2 separate regions of the Mus musculus genome follow, and region 2 is linked to region 1. A link is a contact called in public promoter capture Hi-C data. All regions are on one chromosome and are shown on one strand. The core of a region is the stretch at or near the end of the contact, and the rest is flanking DNA. Distances in the headings are between cores, read along the strand shown. Region 1 overlaps Gm31728 (predicted gene, 31728). Region 2 has its middle 19 kb from the start of Lin9.

Region 1 (7,687 bases), core at 1,970-4,469:
CTCGGGGTGAGGGCAGGGAGGGGTTGTGATCGCAGGATCGGTCTGTGGAGTGAGTTGAAATTGTCAACAATTTGCCACAGTTGTCATTATCTCATGTAGCTTTATTTCTCCTTTAATTACTGTGAAATTCGTATAACATAAAATTGTCATTGTAGGGCTGGGGATGTAGTTCAACTAAGTGCCTGCCTAGCATGCAGGAAACCCTGAGTTTAATACTCAATTCTGGTGTATGCATGGCTGAGTAATCCTGTCACTAGAAGTCCAAGGTCATTCCTAGTTACATAGCAAGTTCGAGGCCAGCCTGGGACACATTAGACCTTGTCTTTAAAAGAAAAAAATACGGCTGGGCAGTGTGTACACCTTTAATCCCAGCACCGGAAAGGCAGAGACAGGCACATCTCTGAGTTCAAGGCCAGCCTGGTTTACAGAGTGAGTTCCAGGACAGCCAGGCTATATAGAGACCATGTCTTCACCACCACCATCACTGCAAAAAAGTAATCATTTTAATTTAAGGTATTTAGTGACTTCAATGTGTGCCAATCTGGCTTGTGTGATTGTAAAACAGCCCATTGCTTAAAAAATAAAAGGCAGTTGTATAATTGAAAGGTTTCCTGTCCCTCTCCCTGACCCTGTTAGACACCAACCTACTTCTGAGTCTGTGGACTTAGCTCAACATCTTGAATTTTTTCCTTAACACAATTGAGAAAGTGGGTTCTACCTGGCAGATAGCATAGACGCATGAACGGAGGTCCGAAATCTCCCTCTTCTGCTTGTCTGTTGCAGTTCCTTACCCTTGCTGGGCCTCGGTTTCCTCATCTGTGAAAGGATAGTGTGAGGGCCTTCAGAGGAACATGGCACATTACAGAGAAATGAGGGGGCAGGGGGCAGCGTGGATCCTGAACAGACAGTAAGTGTTTCCTTCCTCTGCCTCCCTTCTCGGCTTGAGGTGGTGTGGGTTTCATTTTGTTCTGTTTGACATTGAAATGATAGCCCATAGTACTCCTCATGTCCACTGTCCCTCCCCCTGTAGGGGCACCATCCTTCTCTACTACAGATGACTCTTATCATGTGGAAGTTGTGGACAGAAGTTCTGGACCTGGGCATGCTCACCACACTTGAAAAAGCCCAATTGTGCTGTAATGGAGGCTTCTCTATTGAACAGGACTTACAACTAACACAGACAGGCCACTGTCTCAGTCCATTCAGGCTGCTATAATAAACCACCAGAGGCAGGCAACTTATAACAATAGAAATGTGTTTTTCCGCTGTTCTGGAGGCTGGGTAGCCCAAGATCAAGACCTTAGCAGGCTTACTGTCTGGAGAGGACTTGCGTCCTAGTTTATAGGTAGTCTTATATAGTATCCTTCTATGATGACTACGTGGCAGACAGCGCAGAATCAGTAGACCTAGGTCTGAAATCTCCCTCTTGTTGATCTCATCCATGAGGCCTGTGTTCCTGTGGGCTGATCACTGCCCCAAGGCTCCACCTCTTAACCTATAACCATGGGGGTTTGTATTTTAGCACAGCAACTTTGAAGGGACAAAAAAGCATTAAGACTTCAGCATATGCAGAACATAAGTAATAAAACAGTTCCCAAAGACTGAGCAGTTATCTGCTACTGCAGTGTAGCCTCGCCTAGTCTGATCTGGGTATTTAGCATCTTAGGTTCTGGGCAACACTTTCTTTGTTGGACTTTTATAAAATTTTTAGTTACATATTTATATTTTGGGTGGCAGTTATTTTAAAAATTAGGTATTTTTTAATGTTTAGACTTCGTAAAATACAAAAAGAAATAAGTAGAAGAAAATCATGTGTTCATCTTTTTTTTTCTAATACCCCTTTGGGTAATTTTATTTTTCTTTTAAGAATGCTATATGGGTCTCATAATGTTGCCAAGGCTGATCTCGAACTAATGACCCTCTAGCCTTAGCCTCTCATTGAGAATTTTATTATATGAGGATCTGGGTGGGCGTTGGGGGGAATGTGGGAAGTTGGAAGCCTTGCTTCTCACGAGGTAGATGAACAGATGAGCAAATGGGTTCTAGCAGTGGTGGACAGAGTATTGCCTAAAGGAGCTGCTCTCTGAGTCACAGGGAGCCCCATTCTGTGTCAGAATAGTCTCAGTCGGAGGTGTGGTGGTTTGAATATGCTTGGCCCATGAGAAGTGCCACTATAAGAGGAGTGCCCTTATTGGAGGAGGTGTGGCCTTGTTAGAGGAAGTGTATCACTGTGGAGGTGAGCCTCTGAGGTCTCATATATGTAGCAAAATTAATTAATAAATCCTGTTACAGGGTTGCTTCCCACCTCAATGGTTTATGTTCCCGAATGAAAGACACACACACACACACACAGAGCCTTTATATTTTAATATACCTTAAGCAGCTCAATAGCTGGGAAGCTGCCTAACTTCATGTTGTTGGAATCTACCTCCCACCGATAACTCTGAGTTACTAGTTTACTAATTTCTATATTCCATCTTGGCTGCTCTTGACCCAGTTGAGCAACCCTCTGGGCCATGTTCTCTTGGCCCCTTTACATGGCTGCTCTGCTTCTTCTTCCTGCATGTTTTTACCCTTCAGGGCCACTCTCTTCTCTCCTCTCCTGCACACACTCCTAAAGCATAGAGTCTCCTCTCCCCTCTTCTTCAGGGTCCCAACCCTAAATCCTACCTCTATCTCTCTTCCCCAGCAGCTATTGGCTGCTGACATCTTTATTTACCAATCAAAATGAACTGGGGGCAGGTTCCCAGAAGCCACATGCAGACCCTCTTGTGCAGTTTTGGGGGACCCAATTAGCATTAGAATAGAAACAGGTACAATATTATCATGCTCAAGTCTGGCCAGTGTGACAGGGCCTCTTCCTGACTGTGGAAGACAGTGTCCTCACTGCCTGCACATTGCCATACACTCTACCATGCAGAGAGTAGACTAAACCTCTGAACCTGTTAGCCAGCCCCAATTAAATATTTCTTTTATAAGAGTTGCCATGGTCATGGTGTCTCTTCACAGCAATGAAACTAAGTCAGGGGGGCTCCAGAGAAGGGAGCCAGGCTGTCAGGAACCCCCAGCCTCCAGACAGACATTAGCCATGCATCCCTTGTTACATCAGTCTTGAGGTAGATACGCTAAAGCTTATCTTTCCTTGCTAGGGTATGAGGGCTAATGTTGGTTATCTGCTTCACTGCCCTGAGTGACACTTGAGATATCTACAAAGCATACTTCTGGGATATGTCTTCTGTGGTATTTCCAGAGATGATTGACATGTGGGTCTGCAGAGTGTGTGGGGAAGAACCGCCCTGATTGAGGACAGCATTGTGTAATAGGATGGGGTCCTGGGAGGAGTGGAAAGGCAAAGAGAGGGTCAAGCTCATCCACAGGCATGCTCTCCCAGTCATGAACAGGTATGGTTGTTTTGCTGCTGTGCTAAGGAAATCTGACTCTTCAGCCTTTGCATGTGGACAGGCATGGGATGCTCAAGGGGCATTTCCAGTTCTTGGACTAGGGCTATACACTGGGCCTCCTTGTCCTCAACCTGTGGGGCATGACTACTCAAAGGCTTTCAAGTCTAAGCAGCTACTGGCTTCCCTGTCTTTCTCTGATTCTCTAGGTTAATCTTAAGTCCTGCTGATAATAATTATGTATGTATATGTGTGTGTATACACATGCATATATTCACATATACCATCTATCTATATTATATTTAGATATAAATATGCACATACATAAACATACATATAGAATGTATACATATATAAACATACATATATAATGTACATATAGATAGATGGATGGATGGATGGATAGATAGATAGATAGATAGATAGATAGATAGATAGATAGAGAATCAATTCTACTTTAGAGAAATTTGTGTAATATATAGATTAGGGCTTTGCCAGTAAGTCTGGGCATTGGCAGCCATCACCTGTAGGATTATACTCAGGTCACCTGGTGACACTTTCTTGTCATCAGGACACTGCGTGACCATCCTTTTCTCCACGCCGTTGGATGATTTTGCTTCTCTGAGGAGGACATTTGTTTCCTTTTGAGGAGTCTGCTCTTATCCTTTCAGTCATTTAAGCCAGCAGTTCTCAAACTGTTTGGATTTACACACTGTTTCCTCTCCTACAACAAACAGAGACCTTCACAGACACTGGCTTATGCGACTGTGGCCATGGAAGCTTTCCATATGCTCTGACCAGCTTTCTGGGGCTGAGAGAAAAATGTCTGGGAGGATTAACTTCAAAGGAGGACAGTGTCTTAGGTTCATGACATCAGAAGTCTGAGTCCATAGTCACTTGTCCTTGAGCCTATATTGACACAGAGCCAAGACATGTGACAGAAGAAGCCTGTTCCACTCATGGTGGCCTGGCAGCAAAGAGAGAGGAAGTGGCCGGTATTCCAATGTCTCCATCAAGGTCTTCAGTGACTGGACTTCCTCTCTCTGGGTCTCACTTCTACTCAGAACACTTTGACACCAAGTGTGTACTGGGGGCAGGGAAGAGTTCCACACTAACCACCAATTATCTGACCCTCTAGACCCCAGCAATTGTCATGGTCTATACTTGAAACTTTAATTCAGTTCTAACACTAGCTATCTGGAGCTAGGGCAGATCTCACAAACTAAGGGCTTGGTCCCTTGAGACTTACCCCTCCTTTAGAGACAATTTCTAGTCTTGGATAATTTCACCTCTTGGGTACAAATTGGGGGTTCCCCTGGCCTCCTAGGGTTTGAATGCAGAGTGATCACTACATTGCCTCCTGGCTTAATACAGAGAAGATTACACAGGACAGAGAGGAGCAGCCAGGTGAGGGTGGGCAGTAGGCCTGCTGTGGTCCTGAGCCCATGAGCCTCTTTGTCCCTGCACCATGCTCCTGACACAAGCCAGCGTTCACCAGCCTGGAAGCCCTCTGGATTGTGCAGTTTGTGGGTTTTTGCTTTCTCCCAGTGTTAGGGACCGAATGGCTCCTCACACACTGAGATGTGTTCTACCCATCTCTAGTTTAGGGCTTTGAAAAGATTAGGATTTCCTGGAGGCTTCATGCCGTAGACCTCATTGATTAACCCCATCTCCAGCTCCTAGATGGACAGTGCTCAAAGCCCCAACTCAAAGCATGATGCAGCCATCTGCGGCATCCCTCTAAAACTTCTGCTTCAAGCTACTCCTTCAGTTCCTGCCCTGACTTCCCTCGATGCCTGTAAGCCTAAGGCAAATGGCCCTTCTCCTCTCCTAAGTCACTAGTCTTCAGTGTGTTCGCTCGGAACAACAGAAAGGAAACGGAAACTCCTTGCTTTATACACACCCGGGATCTTGCTGGTGTGGAGAATGTAGATAATAGAGCTGTGTGTGATATCACATCAGTATGGCTCCTCCCAGCTCTGCCCTCCAGCATCAGACATCTTATTCTCCAGCTCAGAGGAAGACAGGAGGTAGCTAATGAGAGTTGCAGGTTACTTCACACAGCTAGGAGCATCTAAGTTGCAAAGCAACTTTACATGACACACTAAGAGTTGTATAACCGATGCACTTATCTTTGGGCACAAATCCATAGGCCCCAGGAGTGCTTACCTCCAGCAGTTCTAAGTCCCCACCCCTCCCCCACCTCTGCCCATATCCTGCATGTCTCAGACTTACATGGGATTTAGTGCTACTGGGTCAAAAGTCATTGCCTTTCACTCTCTTTTCCCATTTTTCCAAAGCAGATAGTTTCATTTTAACATAGTTTTGAGTCCTGTAACTAAGGGGGTTTACAGTCTAATCAATGGCAGAGTAGTTTATATTTATTCTCCCACAGACAATATCGATCAACTCTGGACAAAAGATCTCAAAAACCTATCAGTTTCAAGCAGTCTATAACAACCCAAACCCAAAGGCAGAAACAGGAGAGTATCTGACTCCAGAGGAAGAGACTCGAGGCCTTCTTTATAGCTCTCCTCGGGGAGGACAGACTGTCTGTGGCAGCTTGTGGGTGGGGGAGCTAATGCTGGTCATGGCTATGTTGGCGTTAGGTCCACAGATGTAGCTGGAGGCTGCCAGAGTGTCTGGACAATACTACAAGAGTCAGGGCTGAACCGAAGACAGCTGCAGAGGGAAGACCCCTCAGATAGGCACATAATTCTCTCTCAGATCCATGGCTGCTCCAACATGCATCACTATATTACAAAGAGGAGAATGAGAAGAGAGAACTCACCGGGAGGACGTAGCTGTACTATTTAGTGGTACTTGGTCCAAATAGGAAAAGTTCTATACATGTGAAGTGAAAATTTGCACCCAGGAAGGAAGTAAAAAAAAGACACAACAGAAGTTAAGAAGTATACCAGTCCTCTTAGGATTTGCTGAAAAACAGTCTCTCTCTCTCTGTCTCTCTGTCTCTCTGTCTCTCTGTCTCTCTGTCTCTCTGTCTCTCTGTCTCTCTGTCTCTCTGTCTCTGTCTCTCTCTCTCTCTCTCTCTCACACACACACAGATAGATTTTAATAAAAAAAAATACCATGCATATATATTGAAAAATGTCAATCCTTTATCTATAAATCCATTATCGTCCCAATTAATTTTCTGGTAGAAATTGACAAGTCGCTTATAAATGTTTAAAGGCACTAGGTGTGGTGGAACATACCTTAAGTCCATAGGTGGCAGAAGCCAGTGAATCTGTGGGTTCAAGACCAGCCTGGTTTAACTACCTAGTTTCAAGCCAGCTAGGTCTGCATAGCAAAACCCTATGTCAAAAAAAGAAGATTTTAACGGGAACATAAAGCACCTCAAATGGCCAAAATAGTTTTGCAATAGTTGGATGACTCACAGCCTGATTGCCAGACATTTGCAAAGCTGTGGTAACCGGACAGTAAGTATTGGGCTAAAGGCAAATAAGAGAATAGAGAAGTTGTAGAGAGATAGCCAGTTGCTTTTTGACAAAGAGTCTAAAATATTTGATAAAGGAAGTCTTTTTTTTAAAAATTGATTTCACTTTTTGTGCATTAGTGTTTTGCTTGCATTTACATCTGTGCACGGTGTGCATGCAGTGCCTGTGGAGGCCAGAAGAGGGCGTCAGAACCCTGGGAGCCGGAATGGAGTTACCGACAGTCTTGAGAGCTGCGATTTTGGGGATGAGAATTGAACCCAGGTTCTCTGCTCTTAACTGTTGAACCATCTCTTCAGCCCTAAGGAAGTCTTAACAAATGGTGCTGAAGTGATTGGATACATGGACTGAGGGAATGAATCTTGTGCCCTGTCTCATAAATCTAAACGTAAATGTTGAGAATATAAAGTACCTAAGAAAAAAATCATTCAACTAGTCCATGGCCCCGTGGCCACACATTTGTGTGTATGTGCATGGGGACACACAAACAAACAGAAAAAAAAAAATGGAGAGCAAAGCTTTTCCATACTTGTTTGATATTTTGAACACCCTCCTCAAATCCTTTGTCCAATGGGAGTCGACTTCTCCCCTCTCATCACCTCCCCTCTCCTGTCTTTTCTCTTCTCCACTCCTCCCCTCCCTCCTTCACCCTTTCCCACCCGACCATGCATGGCCTCCAAGTACAACATGTCCCTACAAGTAATAGAACCTCCTTCATTCCCATGTGTGTCTCTCCTGGTCATTGGCAGGATACTCCCTGACCTAAGACTCTAATCTAAGAGAGATGCAAAAACATGAATGTATTTCAAAAGTATCATAGTAAGAAAAAAAAAA
Region 2 (6,721 bases), core at 2,248-4,747, 360 kb after region 1:
GAAGGCCTTGCTTGGTATTCGAGTGCCTCTGTTGACACATAGGCTGCATAATGTTCTGTTACAGGGAGCTGTGCTGTGCACAGTAAGAAGCTGAGTGCTTTGCCTGCCTCTGCCCTCTGGAAGCCGATAGCACACCCATCCACTTAGTGATAATCAGTGATGTCTCTAGACACAGCCGATGTCCCCTAAGGAGCCAAAAGCTACTGTTAGATGGCTATGACCTTGGGTGACACCTTGACCTCAGTCCCTGAGCCAGAGTCACCCAATGCACTGCTTCACTTCTTGAGCCACAGAAACTGAGAGAATGAGTTGCTAAATTCTAGACGGTTTCTACGTGTCAATAGATTATCAATTCAGCGAGTATGGGAGTTTTCAGAGGAACGGTCTTTTCCTTCCCTGAGGTTCTCAGGGACCCTTGGCCCTAAGATTAAGAACCAAGATCTGGCCAGGCATGATTGCACATCCTTTAATCCCATCACTTGAGAGGCAAAGACAGACAGATCTCTGAGTTTAAGGTCATCCTAGTCTACATAGTGAGTTTCAGGACAGCCAGGGTGATGTAGAGAGACTTAGACTCAAGAAAGAAAAAAAGAAAGAAAGAAAGACTCCAGACTGGAGTCCTCAGTGGAAGGAAAGACCAGGTTCTTGAAAGATGTCTTCTTATTGCCACCCATGAGCTATGACACATGCATGCATACATGTATACATGCATGCACACATGCACAAGCACATACTCTGTACGTGTACACATGTACACATGCATACACACATACATGCACATGTACACATACATGCTCACACACATGCACACATACATGTACACACACATGCACACACACATGCACACATACGCACACACTTGCACAGATATATACATGCACGCACAGACGTACCCACAGATGCATGCACGGATGCACACATACACACATGCATCCATGTACACAGGAGTGCATACCCACACAGGCAAACACACACAACAACAACACTGAGTTTAGAACAGACTTTTGCCAAAGCAGTTCTTCACTCAGAACCCAAGCACTAGTTAAGTGGACATTGCTTGGATCTCTCACCTTACAGGACACTGAGTCTGTTGTTAGAAAAGAAAGTGTGGTTTGTTATAAGCCAGAATCTTCTGCCAGAGCCGTAGGCTGTGTGACAATTACTCCCCCTCTAGAAGTTGCCAAAATCATCCACAGGGGTTCACTGAGGGTACAAATGGAGGAGGCTAAAGCACTGTTGGGGAGTTTGGGGAATTTGAAGAAAGGCTACAGGTGGGAAACCCCGGCTGCCCCTCCCTCCTAATCCTCCCCAGGTCCCATCAAGACTTGGCTTCCCAGGGGACGAGGACTATAGTTCAATGGTAGACTGCTTGCCTAGCATTCAGGCTTCTCTTTTTCTTCTTGTTTCTTGACAGGGTCTTATGTAGTTCAGACTAGCCTCAAACTTGTTATGTAGCCAAAAATTACCTTAAACCACTGATCTTCCTGCCTTCACCTCCCAGGGGCTGTGTCTGCAGTTGCACTCCACCATGCCCTGTTTTTTCAGTGCTAGGGACTGAACCTTGGGACGCATGCATGCTATGTACCCTGCTCACTGAGTTATATCCCTGGCTCCCAAATGTACCTCCCGACAGCCCCATACTTTTATTTCCATAAGTACTGCCTTAGGGTTTTACTGCTGTGAACAGACACCATGACCAAGGCAACTCTTAGGAGGACAACATTTAATTAAGGCTGGCTTACAGGTTCAGAGGGTCAGTCCATTATCATCAAGGCGGAAGCATGGCAGTGCCCAGGCAGGCATGGCACAGAAGGAGCTGAGAGTTCAACATCTTGTTCGGAAGGCAAACAGAAGACTGGCATCTAGGCAGCTAGGGTGAGGGTATTCAAGCCCACGCCCCCAGTGACACACTTCCTCCAACAAGGCCACACCTAGTAGTGCTACTCCCTGGGCTGAGCACATACAAACCATCACAAGTCCTAAACAGAACATTAACTGTGTCTTGCTAGCTGACACGTTCAGAGCAGTAAGAAGCAGCAAGCAAGCAGTTCTATCCAGCCCCAGCTTTCTCACCTTGCCTTCCCACATGCTCTTTCTCTCCCCAGATTCTGGGCGGCCACAAAACGTGCTTGCAAACAGTTCTACCTGGTGGTGGTATTGGGGAGTGCCAGGGTTTTTAAAAGGTTGGGCCTACCCAGGGGGATCCAAAGCCCTCTTCTGGTGCACAGACATACATACAGGCAAAAACAAACAAACAAACCAAAAAAAAAAACAAAAAACCCCTCAAACACATACCTACCCTCCCCATACTGGGTTTCTCTGTGTAGCCCTGACTGTCCTAGAATTCAATCTGTGGCCTCAGACTCAGAGATCTGCCTGCCTCTGCCTCCCTAGTACTGACGTGAAACCATGCCCAGCTTCAAACACATACATTTTTAAAAAGAAGTGGGGCCTTTGGGGCTGGAGAGATGGTTCAGCTGTTAAGAGCACTGGCTGCTCTTCCAGAAGACCTGGGTCCAGTTCTCAGCACCCACATGGCAGCTCACAACTGTCTGTAATTTCAGTTCCAGGGTATCAGACACACTCACACAAACATATATCCAGGCAAATACCAATGCACATAAAATTAAAATAAGTAAGTGATCTTTTAAGAAGCCCTTAAAAAAAATAGGACCCCCATGGCCGGTTTTTAGACCACTGAGGGACATGCCCCTAAAAGGGTCTCTGATTCTTCTGCTCTGGCTTGAGCTGTGAGCAGTGTGCTCTGATCCTGTCTCCTGTTGTGACATTGCCACCTTCTGCAGCAACCCAAACTAATAGGACCATGTGACCTTGGATTTGAACCTCTGAACAATGAACCAATAATATCCTCTGTACTTCTTAAGTCCTTTATCCAGTACTCTGTTACAGTGACATCAGGCTGACACACTGAGGCAAAAGAAATGTTTAAGATTTCCTCCGTGGAGTTAGAGGACATCCCCCACCCCACCCCACCCCCCATCCATGTTCCAGGAAAGTTTCTTCCATCCCTGCTAAAATCCAGCATCTCTTCTCTCTGCAGCTGTATTCTTTCTAAAGCCAGCCGTTGTGGGTCACAACTACTTGCCAGAAATACAATAAATGCAGAAGGAGAAGCCACACAACGTATGGGGCTGTCATCTTGGGAGAACTTCACCAGGGAGCATGAATGAGCCACTGAACTGAACGGCTCTGAGTCTGCTATAGGAGGCGCTTGTGTGTGCCCAGTGGCTAGGCATAGGGCTGCTCTCATTTGCTGAGAATACGTGTGCCAGCAGTGCTATGAGAAGACTGTAACCGAGGTTATTAAAATCCTGGGAGGAACCTAGATTTACAGTGTTCTTGAGTTATATTTGAATGTATACATTCATGTGCCACAGCATGTAGAAGTTGTGTGTGTGTGCCTGTGTGTGCCTCTGTGTGTGTCTGTGTCTGTGGGGGTGGGGTGTACACATGAAGTTGTCATTGCCTCCATTAGGTGGCTCTCTGGGGTCACTCAGGTTGTCAGGTGGGATAGGCAGCAGGAGCCTTTACCCATGAATCATCTCACTGGCCAAAAAGTTGTATGATTTCTCAAAATATATGCTTAGAAACAATCTCAAAGATCATCACCGTGCTGAGTGCCAGTATATTAATATGCATTTATAATTCATTCATTTGTCTAGAAAATAACCACCAAAATGAAACAATTTGATTTTTCTTTTCTGATAAGTGATAGTGTAGTTATCATAGCTAGGTTCCTATTTCTGTGGTAAAACTCTGTGACCAGAAGCAACTCGGGAACGAAAGAGTTTGTTTGCCTTTAGTCACCATCCGCTGAGGCAGGAAGTGATGTAGAGACCACGGAGGAGTGCTACTTGGTGGCTTGCTCCCATGGCTTCCCTGTGGCTTTGTCATCTCATCCATCTGCCCAGGGGTGGCACTGCCCATGGTGGGTCAGATCCTTACATCAACCATTAATCAAGAAAATGCCCTACAGACTTGCCTAGGGGCCAGTCTGATTGAGGTATTTTCTCAATTAACAAATCTTTCTTCCCTCTTCAGTGGGCCTTAATCTATCAGGAGCAGTTGTGCGTTTCTGTGCCTTCCTTTTGTCCTTTGTTCAGGGCACAGTGTTCTGACAGGCACAATCCTGTCTATTTTTGTATTCTTCCATCTTCTGTGTCCAGCTAATGAGTTTGTGCACTGCAAATTAAATCTGCCGCGCCTCTCCTTAGTTATGCCCCAGGCCTGCCCCGCCTCTCCTAGTTAAGCCCTGGGCCTGGCCGTGATGTGTGCTTTTCCTGACTCGTCCCATCTTTGAAGCTTTGTTGTCCCCTCTCATGCCTATCTGGACACTGTGGAGCCACACACACTTATTTTCAGAGACAAGGTTTCTCTGTGTAGACCTGGCTGTCCCGGAACTTGCTCTGCAGAACTCAGACTTAGTAGTCCACGAGTCTCTGCTTCTGCCTCCTGAGTGCTGGGATTAAAGGCTTGAGTCACAAATGTGTTTGTTGAAAGAGAGCAGCGATCAATGAACCTATGAGTGCTTTGCCTTTGGTGGAGTGGACAGGACAGACAGACACTGTTTTTCACCAGCCTGACAATCACTCTCTCTCCTCACCGCATGTGTTTTTCTGACAGCCACACAAACATCTCAACTCGGGAGCAATCAGACTTCAAGCCTGTGTTTCCCAATTATGACCACACATCGGAATCTCTCGCAGAATTGGTGACTACACAAAAAGTTAGCACATACTTGCTTGGTTTCCACTCTTAGCTCGCAATGAACCTACAAACCCTGGCAGCTAAAGTGCCCTCCAGAAACCACGCGGAAAGGGCCAGAGCGGAGCTCAGTGATGGAGCACTTGCCTAGCATGGGCAGGATCCAGAGTCCCACTGCACACACAGTGCACACAATATTAAGTGTATCAGATAGGGACAGAGGACATATCTGGATGCACATATCTGAACTCATAGAGATCCTCCCAGAGCCTTCAAAGCACTGGATTTAAAGGTGTATTCTACTTTTTTTTTGTTTTGTTTTGACTTATCAAGACAGGGTTTCTTTGTACTGTAGCTCTGGCTGTCCTGGAACTAACTCTGTAGACCAGGCTATGGTCAAACTCACAGAGATCGGCCTGCCTCTGCTTTCCAAGCACTGACATTAAAGTCATGTGGTGACACCGCCCGGATTTATTTTTTAACAAGATCTGGCCAAGTAGCCAAGACTGACTTTGAACTTGAGATCATCCTGGCTCAGCCTCCCAAGTGACACACCCAGCTCACATTTTAAAACTTTTTTTTTCCAGTTTCATTTATTTTATGTGTATAGATGCTTTGACTTAATGTAGTTGTGTACTATGTGCTTGCAGTACCCTGAGAGACCACAAGAGGGTGCTGGATCCACTGGGACTGGAATTGCAGATGGTTGTAAGCACTATGTAGGGGCTGGGAATCAAACCCATGCCAAACCTGCAAGAGCAACAAGTATTCTTTTCGCCTGAGTTTCCAGCCCTCATTTTATAAAAGAGATGTAATCATTTTTATCTTCTTATGTGTATGTATATTTTGTATACGTGTTATGGATGGTTGTGAGCTGCTGTGTGGATGCTGAGAACTGAACCCAAGTCCTCTGGAAAAACTTGGTGCTTTTAATCTATAATCCATCCTGCAACAAGATTTTTTTTAAAAGATTTTATTTATTGTATGTGTGTGAGTACACTGTAGCTGTCTTCAGACACACCAGAAGAGGGCATCAGATCCCATTACAGATGGTTGTGAGCCACCATGTGGTTTGCTGAGAATTGAACTCAGGACCTCTGGAAGAGCAGTCCATGCTCTTACTTGCTGAGCCACCTCTCCAGCTCCCTTCCCCACCCCCCAACTCTGTTTTTAATAAGTTCCAAGAAACCTGCACTCCCACTAGCTCTTTTACTCACTGCCCATGCAGCCAGCGTTTGTCCCGCTCCACTCTTTAGATGGCAGAGTAACCATTTGGATTCATTTGTTGAAAGTGTGGCTGTGATAAAATATCCTGACATCTCCATGGTCCAAGGTGATTCTTGGTTGTGTTAAGCTGATAGTTAAAATTAACAAAACAAAACAACCTAACCAGCAGAGATATATGAGACTGACTGCATGATTTTACAAGTGGTAAGAAACTTGTGAGCTGGGTAGTAATGGCTCCCCAGTAGAGAGAGACAAGTGGATCTTTGTGAGTTCAAGGGCAGCCTGGTCTACAGAGGAAGTTCCAGGACAGCCAGGGCTATACCACAGAGAAACCATGTCTTAATTTAAAACAAAAACAAAAACAAACAAAAAAAAAAAACGGAGAAAGAGGAAGAGGAGAGGAAAGGGGAGAAAGAAGAGGAGGAAGAAAGAAAAGAAGAAAGGAAGGAAGAGGGAGAGAAAGAAACTTACGTACAAACTTGTGTTAAATTTCTAGTGGTTTCTTTAAAAATCAAGTCTAAGAAGCTAGAGAGATGGCTCAGCAGCTAAGAGCATTCACTGCTCTTCCAGAGGGCCTGAGTCCTAGTCTCAGTACCCAGGTCAAGTAGCTTCCCACTGCTTGTAACTTAGCCCTCTTCTGGCCTCCTGGGGTACCCACACGCACACGACATACACTTACACACATACACATAAATAAAAATAAATACATAGGGCTGCTAAGATAACTCACTGGGTAAATGCACTTGCCAATAAGGCTGATATGGCCCAG

The links. Promoter capture Hi-C pulls out the DNA fragments that hold promoters and counts their contacts.
Region 2: a contact with region 1 is called in a promoter capture Hi-C map of the HPC-7 cell line. The contact joins two enhancer-like sites. A contact is called at or near these places in 9 of 39 promoter capture datasets (3T3-L1-derived adipocytes, the HPC-7 cell line, embryonic stem cells and 5 more), 2 of 484 Hi-C or Micro-C datasets (cardiomyocytes and embryonic stem cells), 2 of 115 datasets of contacts at active chromatin or transcription factors (astrocytes and extraembryonic endoderm stem cells) and 1 of 9 other capture datasets (liver).

Annotation. Positions count from the first base shown.
Region 1 is chr1:180,256,767-180,264,453 of GRCm38.p6, forward strand. It overlaps Gm31728 (predicted gene, 31728), which reads left to right. Exons shown (of 3, transcript NR_168339.1): 2 at 784-907. It also overlaps a transcript of Psen2 not described here. Among named protein-coding and RNA genes, the nearest start is that of Gm31728, 4.2 kb to the left of the region's middle. Within about 2 kb of position 3,220, at least 3 of the 459 cell types and tissues checked have an H3K27ac peak or open chromatin away from gene starts, as enhancers often do. A contact at or near this core is called in the HPC-7 cell line, where this site is marked.
Region 2 is chr1:180,618,709-180,625,429 of GRCm38.p6, forward strand. No RefSeq gene overlaps it. Among named protein-coding and RNA genes, the nearest start is that of Lin9, 19 kb to the right of the region's middle. Within about 2 kb of position 3,498, at least 5 of the 459 cell types and tissues checked have an H3K27ac peak or open chromatin away from gene starts, as enhancers often do. A contact at or near this core is called in the HPC-7 cell line, where this site is marked.